3 separate regions of the Mus musculus genome follow, and all the other regions are linked to region 2. Evidence: chromatin contacts called from public HiCAR-type and promoter capture Hi-C data. All regions are on one chromosome and are shown on one strand. Each heading gives the region's core, a stretch centred on a gene start, on an enhancer-like site or on the middle of the called end of the contact. The rest is flanking DNA. Distances are from core to core; before and after follow the strand shown. Region 1 holds the start of A730049N16Rik (a long non-coding RNA gene). Region 2 holds the start of Tgif1 (TGFB-induced factor homeobox 1). Region 3 holds the start of Zbtb14 (zinc finger and BTB domain containing 14).

What was found. Promoter capture Hi-C pulls out the DNA fragments that hold promoters and counts their contacts. HiCAR-type assays count read pairs that join an accessible place to other places.
Region 1: a contact with region 2 is called in a HiCAR-type map of astrocytes, with 4 times the contacts expected there. The contact joins the promoter of A730049N16Rik here to the promoter of Tgif1 in region 2. A contact is called at or near these places in 3 of 39 promoter capture datasets (embryonic stem cells, hippocampal neurons and liver) and 2 of 115 datasets of contacts at active chromatin or transcription factors (astrocytes and embryonic forebrain).
Region 3: a promoter capture Hi-C map of embryonic stem cells shows a contact between it and region 2, with 3 times the contacts expected there. The contact joins the promoter of Zbtb14 here to the promoter of Tgif1 in region 2. A contact is called at or near these places in 5 of 39 promoter capture datasets (embryonic stem cells, hippocampal neurons, liver and 1 more), 1 of 484 Hi-C or Micro-C datasets (liver), 6 of 115 datasets of contacts at active chromatin or transcription factors (astrocytes, embryonic forebrain, large pre-B cells and 3 more) and 1 of 9 other capture datasets (liver).

Annotation. Positions count from the first base shown.
Region 1 is chr17:69,474,519-69,477,218 of GRCm38.p6, forward strand. It overlaps A730049N16Rik (a long non-coding RNA gene), which reads right to left and starts at 1,396. Exons shown (of 2, transcript XR_876920.3): 1 at 447-1,396. All of the region lies in intron 1 of Akain1 (A kinase (PRKA) anchor inhibitor 1), which reads left to right.
Region 2 is chr17:70,849,876-70,852,575 of GRCm38.p6, forward strand. Tgif1 (TGFB-induced factor homeobox 1) reads right to left here and starts at 1,335. Exons shown (of 3, transcript NM_009372.3): 1 at 997-1,335. The coding sequence starts at 1,012.
Region 3 is chr17:69,382,525-69,385,224 of GRCm38.p6, forward strand. Zbtb14 (zinc finger and BTB domain containing 14) reads left to right here and starts at 1,280. Exons shown (of 3, transcript NM_009547.3): 1 at 1,280-1,701. It overlaps Gm49894 (transcription initiation factor TFIID subunit 4-like), which reads right to left and starts at 1,657. Exons shown (of 3, transcript XM_030250167.1): 1 at 1,576-1,657; 2 at 652-1,487. The coding sequence starts at 1,657.

The DNA of each region.
Region 1 (2,700 bases), core at 146-2,645, 1.4 Mb before region 2:
CCCCAAGTGATACACCTCCTCCAACAAGTCCACACCTCCGAATTCTTTCAAGTACTATGTATCCAAGTACTTCCAAGTACTATGTATCCAAGTACTTCCAAGTACTGTGTATCCAAGTACTTCCAAGTACTGTGTATCCAAGTACTTCCAAGTACTGTGTATCTAACTTTCTAATATATAAGCCCAAGGAGGGGGGGGAGTATTTCATTCAAACCAGCACGCCATGTTTGTGTTATGAATTTCCATAGCTGGAATACAGCTTCTCCTGAATATTTTCATGCATGAGTTTTCACTATCTAAATTCATCTAAGCGTGACTGAATCCATATCCTGTTTCATTAGCATATAAGGAGAACACATGAGATATTTTGACATTATAAAAGGATTGTCTCCAAGTGTTCGGAACCTACTTGTTCAAAGAAATGGCATACATCTTCCTCTACTTACCCTTCTGGCTACTTTTCCTTCGGAGACCATGAGTGACCTGTGAGAGCTGATTGGTTAAACTGATCTAGAACCATACTTTGCGATGGCTAGTCATTTCCGGGTCTTTGACTCTTCCCGTAGCAGAAGATGTTGTCTGTATGAGAGGGTGCTTTTAAAGAGTTCGTTTAAAATCTTTCATACTATTTATACTTACACTGATTTCTCCCACTGTCCCGGTGGGTGAGAAGAGCCAGTAACTGGTTAATATTGCCTAGGAGATCAAAATATTTTGTTAAGTATTTAGATCTTCAGCATTGTGCTCAAGTAATTAAAATCTTTGAGCAGGAAGTCTCTGGTTTGCTTCCGAACTCCAAGCAGGACCTGTAAGTCCATTTTTTAAGTAAATGGGCTAGCAAGCACGGTCCTTGGAGCAGTTTAAGTGGGTTTGGTAAATCAGAAACAGGGGTCAGGACTCTCAGCTCAGCCCTGGGCTTGGGGTTGGGGTGGAGTGGGGTCTTCGTGGCTTCGGCAACTCCAGCTGCAGCCGGCAGGGGGCGGCAGAGGCTGCGTGAGCGGAGGTGGGGCGGCGCTGTCTGGCTGCACAGTCCACCCAGGTTTCTATTCCAGTTATGTCCGGTTGCCCCGGAGCGAGGCCACTCCGTGTCTGGCTTTTTTGCCCACCCGAACCTCGCTCCACCGTCCATCCTCCGGGCCGGGTACCATGCTCTTCAGTGTGTGCTTAAGGCTCTGCAGGGACGGTTGCCGGGAGCCATCTGCCTTCAACTGCCCCAATCCTGCAGATTCAGACAAGGGGCAGGAAGTTTTATCTCGCCCAAAGCATTGCAAGCTGAGCTGCTGGACAGATAGAAAGCCACATCCCCGTGGCTCGCCGGGAAAGTAGAAGTTGGAAGGAATGGTGTGAAAGGGAGAAACCCAGATTTCTGCTAAACTCCGTTAGAAGCCTTGTACTCAGGAGTTTTGGGAGCTCTCTGGACTCATAACCCACTTTTGGTTGAGTTTCTCGATCTCCGCATGCTCAGAAAATGCAACATTTAAACACCTCTGGCATAACACTTTCATGAACACTTGCCCTGCTCCAGCTCCTTTCAGTGCAAAATTTGTTCTCTCTCTTAAGTCTTCCCTTCAAACCGCCACCCAAACTCCGTGATTCCTTCTCAGAACATTTCCTCCCTTTATAACAGTTGCTTTTTGTGTCCTTTTCTTCTAAGATTTCATTCGTGTTTGGACAGGGAAGACGGTTCAGTGGATAAAGTACTTGCCCCCTACACTTAAAGACTGGAGTTCCGATACTCAGGACCTACCTAAAAGCCACATATGTGACAGGAGCACCTCCTGGGAGATGGGACCAGAGACGAGAGGATTCCCAGAAGGGGAGTGGGATGGTTTGTCAGGGGGAATGTAGGGGTGGACAAGATACTTCCTCAGTATAGAAGGGAAGGACAGACCCCTCTCTGACCTCCACCCTCACCAGAGTCCACTCAAGTGAGTGCTTGCACAATGCTCTGCCATCAGACACCCAACACATTTAGAAATAACAAAAATAAAGAACTTATTGTTTTTTTTTTAGAGAAATTTTAGGTGCACAACAAAATCAGAAGCACACAGATATCTTATGTGCCCTCTGCCCTTGCACATGTACAAACTCCCATAGTTACAACACTCCAGACAATGGCTCATGAATCGGTACACATAGAAAGGCATTTCCCTCGTATCATGAGCCGCTTTGGGTTTGGGTAAATGAACTATGAGAAATAATACATTCCTATTATTTCTATAGGAGCAGTTTCACTTTCTGAAACATCGTCTGTGCTCCAAGTTTATAATGAACATAGATATAAAATTGACCTAGAAAAGATTATGTGGAGTGTGAGTTGGTCAATAGTCTGTGTGGCTCTGACCCGTTGACCCATCTCCCCTACCTGGGGCATCAAGTCTCTATAGGATTAGGTGTACCCTCTCCCACTGAGGTTGGAAAAGGCAGCCTTCTGCTACATATGTGCTGGGGGCCTCAGACCAGCCTATGCATGCTCTTTGGTTGATGGCTTAGTCTCTGGGAGCTCTCAGGGGTCTGTGTTAGTGAGTCTGTTGTTCTTCCTGTGGGGTTGCCATCCCTTCAGTTCCTTCAGTCCTTCCCCTAACTCTTCCATAGGGGTCATTGACCTCATTCCAATGGTTGGCTGTAAGGATCTGCAGCTGTCTCAATCAGCTGCTGGTAGAGCCTCTCTGAGGACAGCCATAGCAGACTCCTGTCTGT
Region 2 (2,700 bases), core at 85-2,584:
CGCTTCTCCAAGCGATTAACTTCTGTTTTGAACCACTCCACATAAATCACAACAAAAAAAGCCAACTCCAGTCCACGACTGGAACACTCGAGGGACCTCCCAGTCAGGGACTCCAAAGTTAGCTTCAAAAGGGACTTCACAGTCTTTGACCTTTTGGGTTTTTTTTTTCCCCCCTTCCTCCCCAGTGTGTTTTGTTTTTAAACCAGACTGACGGCAAGTTTTAGTTGTAAAGCTTTGGTGGAAACAATGACAGCCTCGCTTTTTGCACTTACAACCAAGCCTGCTTGTCACACTTGGACAGTTTTCGACTGCATGGTACTTGTGTTCTAACAGCACACGCGGTCCTAAATTCATCGTGGGAAAACTTTCAGAAACTAGTAAAAATTTTAAAGTCCATCTTTCCAAAGCTATGCTCGCCCTAGGGCGATATGTGTGGGGGTCCCGGATCACATTCCTTTGATAGTGAAAAACACATCTCTTTAAAAAAAAAAAAAAAAAAAACATTGCCAGGATCCGGCGAGGAGTGAGAGAACACCCGGAACTACAAACTTTTAGACAAAAGGTAAGGCGACTGGAATTCGCCAAGGACCCCCCACAGGGAAAAGCGAGGTGCCAGGGTCTCCTAGAACATCAACCGCAAAGCCCTGCCCCAGAAACGGCACTAGAAACCACGCGGCGCCTGGGCCGAGCATGGGGTGTCAGGAAGACAATGAAACTTGGAGGCGTACAAACAAGGCGCTGAGCGTGGTTCTTGACAACGTGCCAACAGCGTGGCGCGGCTCAGCCTCCCCACAACAGCCCCTCGGGTTGTGTCTAGAAGGAAAAGAACACCAACTGCCATCAGAGACACAGCCTCAACAAAGAGAACAGCCACCAATCCAGCCGGGGAGCCACTGGTCCGAAAAGTCCCATCAAGTCAGTGTTCTCCCGATCCGGCGCGGCCCGCACATGTCCCGCACTGGTGCCCCGGGCGCTCACAGCCCGCCGCCACCTTACCCTTCTTGCTTTTCATTCTGGAACTCGAGTCCCAGTGAGAGGTGAAGCTGGGGTTTCTAGGAGCCAGCAGCCGTGGAGTGGCGGGAGGGTAGTCGATGATCCTCCTCCTATACTAGTGCTCCGGTAACTTACAAGAGAGTGTTCCAACCACTATTGCTAAACAAGGTGCTCCGGTCTCAGGCGCTGGCTTCTGGGTTGGAATTCAAGTGACACTTGGGCTTCCTCCAGTCGGGATCTTCTGGCAGCCAGCCGGGGGTTCTCCCTGGCCCAATTCCCTCCCTCCCTACTCAGCTCCTTTGTTTCCCGCTCCACTCGGCGCACCTCGGCGCTGTCAGAGTGAGAGAGCAGAGGGAAGGTACAGGAGGTCCTGCCTCCGCCCCCAACCGCCCGCCCCGTCCCCCGCCCGCCCCGCCGCGCTCCTCTGCCCCTCCCCCGCACCTTCCAGCTCCACAACCCTGGGCCTGGGGGCCGAGATCACCCGTCCCTCTACGCGCTGGCGGAACCCAGAAGCAGGGTCATGCCTGCCTGCCCGTGGCGAGAGCACCATCTCCATCCCTCAGCTCTCAGCGGCCACACTGGTTTCTCTTTTGGGGCCTTTCCTCCCCGGGCTAGCGAAGAGTGCATTTAGTTTGTAAAGGATGGAGAGAGGTTTAAGGACATCTCCTCTGTCCACCCCAGAGAAGAAAAGACACCCCCATCCTTGTTTTTGACAGCTGCCCCAAACTTCACTGTCTCTGCTCCAGCCGCCGGAGGCAGCAGCTTCTGATTCAAGGGGTGGGGCACCGAAGGAAAAGTATTCCAGACAAGAATCAACTTCTTCCAGAAGGCGCAGCTGCCATTGACACGCGGGCGCGGCACAGCGCACCCTCCTCCTCGTGGACTCTTCTGCCAACAGCGACAGTGGGGGTGGGGGGAGGCAGACATAGTCACCGTGGGCAAATGTCTATTCCCCCGGGCTAAAGCTCTGAGTTCCGGATTGGATTGCAAGGCAGTTTCGAAATCTAACACGTTGCGAATAGACACTTGTCATGCTCACATGCTCTTTAAACGTCTGGGCTAGGGGGACGGCCAGAGCGCGCGTGTGCCCCACTGCGACTCCCCCACCCCCACGCGCCTTTTTAAAAAGATGGGGGACTACGCCGGGACTGCTCATCTGTTTCAGTAAACAGTGTCTACTTTGTGTGCTAATATCCCACCAGAGGACACCCTTCAGTATTTCAAACAGAAACTAGCCATTAAATAAACACTCATTCCTATTGGTTTATTTTGCTTGAGAGGGGAGCTCCAAAGAGTTGAACGAAGAATCGAGAATCGTCCCCTCCCCAAATACAAGCCAGATGCTGTTATGGCTGACTTCGAGACGCGCACGCCCGCACTTCTGGGTCTAGTTTTCACCTATGCCCGGTTGTTTAAAAAAAAAAAAAAAAAAAAAAAAAAAAAAAGCAAAGAAAAGCAACTGTCACATGTCACAGAAGACTTTCCCCATAGAGGGGGGGAAAAACCCCAAACGTAAATAAGCTGAGCAGCGACGTCACCGCCGGTGTCTGTCTCCAGTTTCGGCTTTGTGGCTGTTCTGGTTTTGTGACCTCGGTGGAGATCCGGCAGGAGGAGACAGACCCGTAAAAACAAGGTTAAAGCCGAGCCACAGTAAGGCGGCCACAGGATGACCCGCTAGACTTTGGAACCTGTTTATGATTATGTTGG
Region 3 (2,700 bases), core at 30-2,529, 1.5 Mb before region 2:
ACACCTGCCCAAAAGCCAGGCCGAGCTCAGCGCCCGAACCGTGCGCGCCCAGGGGCAGACATGGCCCACGCACATGCACACGCACACGCACGGGAGCGCAGGCTCCCCGCGTTCCCGACGCAGTGCCGAGGCCGGGCGCCGGCGGGAGCCCTGGAGTCGGGAGCTCCAGGAGGGGGCGGGTGCTCGAGAAAGGAGCTCGTGCATTCGCTCCCCTGGCCGGCAGAAGCCCCGCCCCGACCCCGCCCACCCCCTTCTCCCGCGCGCGGGCTCCGCGCGCCCCTTGCCGCGCGCGTGCGCGCGCGTGCGCAGGCCAGGGCTCTCCGCGGGCGGCCCCGTAGACCCAGGGAAAGCAACCACCCGTCAGGTCCCAGATTAACCCTTTCCTCGCTCGCTCACGAGGGAGGCCCCAGCCAGTTCCGTGCCTGCGCAAGCGGCGGCGCGCCTTCTCTCCCCCCCACTACCCCGGAGCCCGCACCGCGCATGCACGGGGAGGGGGGTGGTGGGGGTGTTCGCGGCGGGTTGGCTAGTGTGTGCTCGTGCAGGAGGAGGGCTGCCACCACCAGGGACGTGCACGATTCCCCCCCTACCCCACCCCCTCCCCAAACTCAGAAAAAAAAAAATTAAAAAAAAATCCAAAACACTGCCACCCACCGTGCCCCCGCGTCCATCCCGTCCCTGGCTTGCGCGCTGCCGAGCGAGGGAGCCCACAGCGACAGCGAGCGTCTGTAGCGGTGCCAAGCTGCAGGTAAGCGCGGGCCGGGTGCTGGAAGGGCCGGGGACGGGCGCGGGGACGCGGGGGCAGCCGGCGGCGGGCGCGGCCGGGGCGGCTGCGAGGAGGCGCGTTCCCGCCGAGCTCCGGGGCAGCAGCCAGCTGCAGGATGTGGCGGCGCAGCGCGGTGCGAGCGGGATCGGGGCGTGGGCCGCGGTTGGGCGTGGGGGGCCGGGCGTCCCCGGTGGCTGCGCAGGCCAGCGAGCGGGTGGGGAAGAGGCCAGGCGGCGGCCCCGCGCGCGCGCTCTCTCTCCGCGGCCGAGTTCATGGCCGCCTGGCTCTCCGCGCCGCAGTGCACCGCGGTGGGGGTGGGGACGGCCGAGCCGGGCCCGAGCGCGGCCCGCGGGGCGCCGCCCCTCGCAGCTGTGGTTTCCCCCGGAGCCGACGGGACCCCCCGCGCACGCTCCCCCGCCTGCGTCCGCCGAGCTCCGGGGAGCCGGCCGCGCGCCGCCCCCGCCCTTGGCCGCGGGAGGGCGCGGGAGGACCAGACGCGCAGGCCGCGGAGTGCGCGGGGCGCGAGCTCGGGGCTCGCGGGCGGAGCAGGGCGCGGCGCGGCGCGGGGCTGCGGAACCGGCCGCATGCCCGCTCCCGAGCTCGTCGCGCCGCCGGGGCTGCTGCGGGCCAAGGAAGAGAGCCTCGCGCCCGCGCCGCGACCTGGAGAAGTGGAGGATGGTGGAAGGGAAGGTGGCCCGTCGCTGGCGGGCACAGCTCAGGGGAGCTTTTGTTTAGGAGAGAATGCTGAGGGCTCGCTGCATCCGGCGGCTCATTGGCTGCGAAATGCGAATGTGGGCTCCCCACGCGCGGACTGCGCCCCATGTCTTTCGCGGGGCCCCGGATTCCCCACTCCCAAGTTGTGCGGTCGCAACAGGGAAGTGGTGTGGCCGCCATTGTCGCAGCTGCTCCGGAATAAGGAGGCGGCTGCGGCTGCTTATGTAAGTTTGCTTTGGGAAAGCCTGGCTCTGTGCTCGGTGAGGACGCCTTAACGCTCCCGCGATTTGGGGAGCTGCTAGCAAGGAGCTGCTTTATAGTATTATAGGTGTTGGGCTATGTCTTGTCCTACACCTACTTACACACATACTGGCAATGGTTATCTTCAGGTTTGACTCATTTGAACTTAGCAATGGGAACATCTCTATAGGGGGAAAAAAAAACCGAGCCGATTGCCCTGTGACCTCCTTTGAAAAAGAATTACACACTCACCAGAATCGAGAAGGCGTACGCACGCTGATATGTTGCCATAGCTACCATAGGGCCACTCTTCTCCCAAGTCCATGACCTCAGAAGTGCCACGGAGGGAATTTCTGCAGGGAATGCCTTCCCTTAGGCTGACTGCCGGCCCAGGGTGCATCTAGAACCCAGGAAGGCTGAGGTGAAGACTGGAGGGAGCATCCTTAGAAACTATCTTACCAGCCCTCACTCCGTGCACATGGGAAAGCCTGCTAACTCAGAGCCCTGTGATTCCTATAGTATGAACTTGTTATGGGTTCTCAGGATGTCGACCCTTTGGTGGAATCTCGGACAAAGTCATTGTGTAGGACTGTATTGTAACACGGCCACCTGCTTCTACTGCACTTGTGGGATTGGTGGTCAGTAGAGGAAATTTTTGTTCTTCAAAGCCTGTTGGGCTGCAGGATGTGGAGTTCTTTGGGTGAGAGTTAAGAACGAAAGAAAATTCTTTGAACCTGCATCCGGGGATGGAGGGAGAAAAATGTAAGATTTCTCCATGGCAGTCTTGGAGACAAGTTTGTAATTGTGTAGTAGACAAAGTGGCATGCTTATTTCTCCACTCTTTAGCTGTTGGGTATGTGTGTTCCTGCAGCCGTCCGATATTCAAACATGCATCTAGATGTCTATAGTTCTTAAAGGAAAATGTGCACCCAACAGGAAGTGGTGTGGATAAAGAACATATATGTGCTGATGTTTTCAAGAAT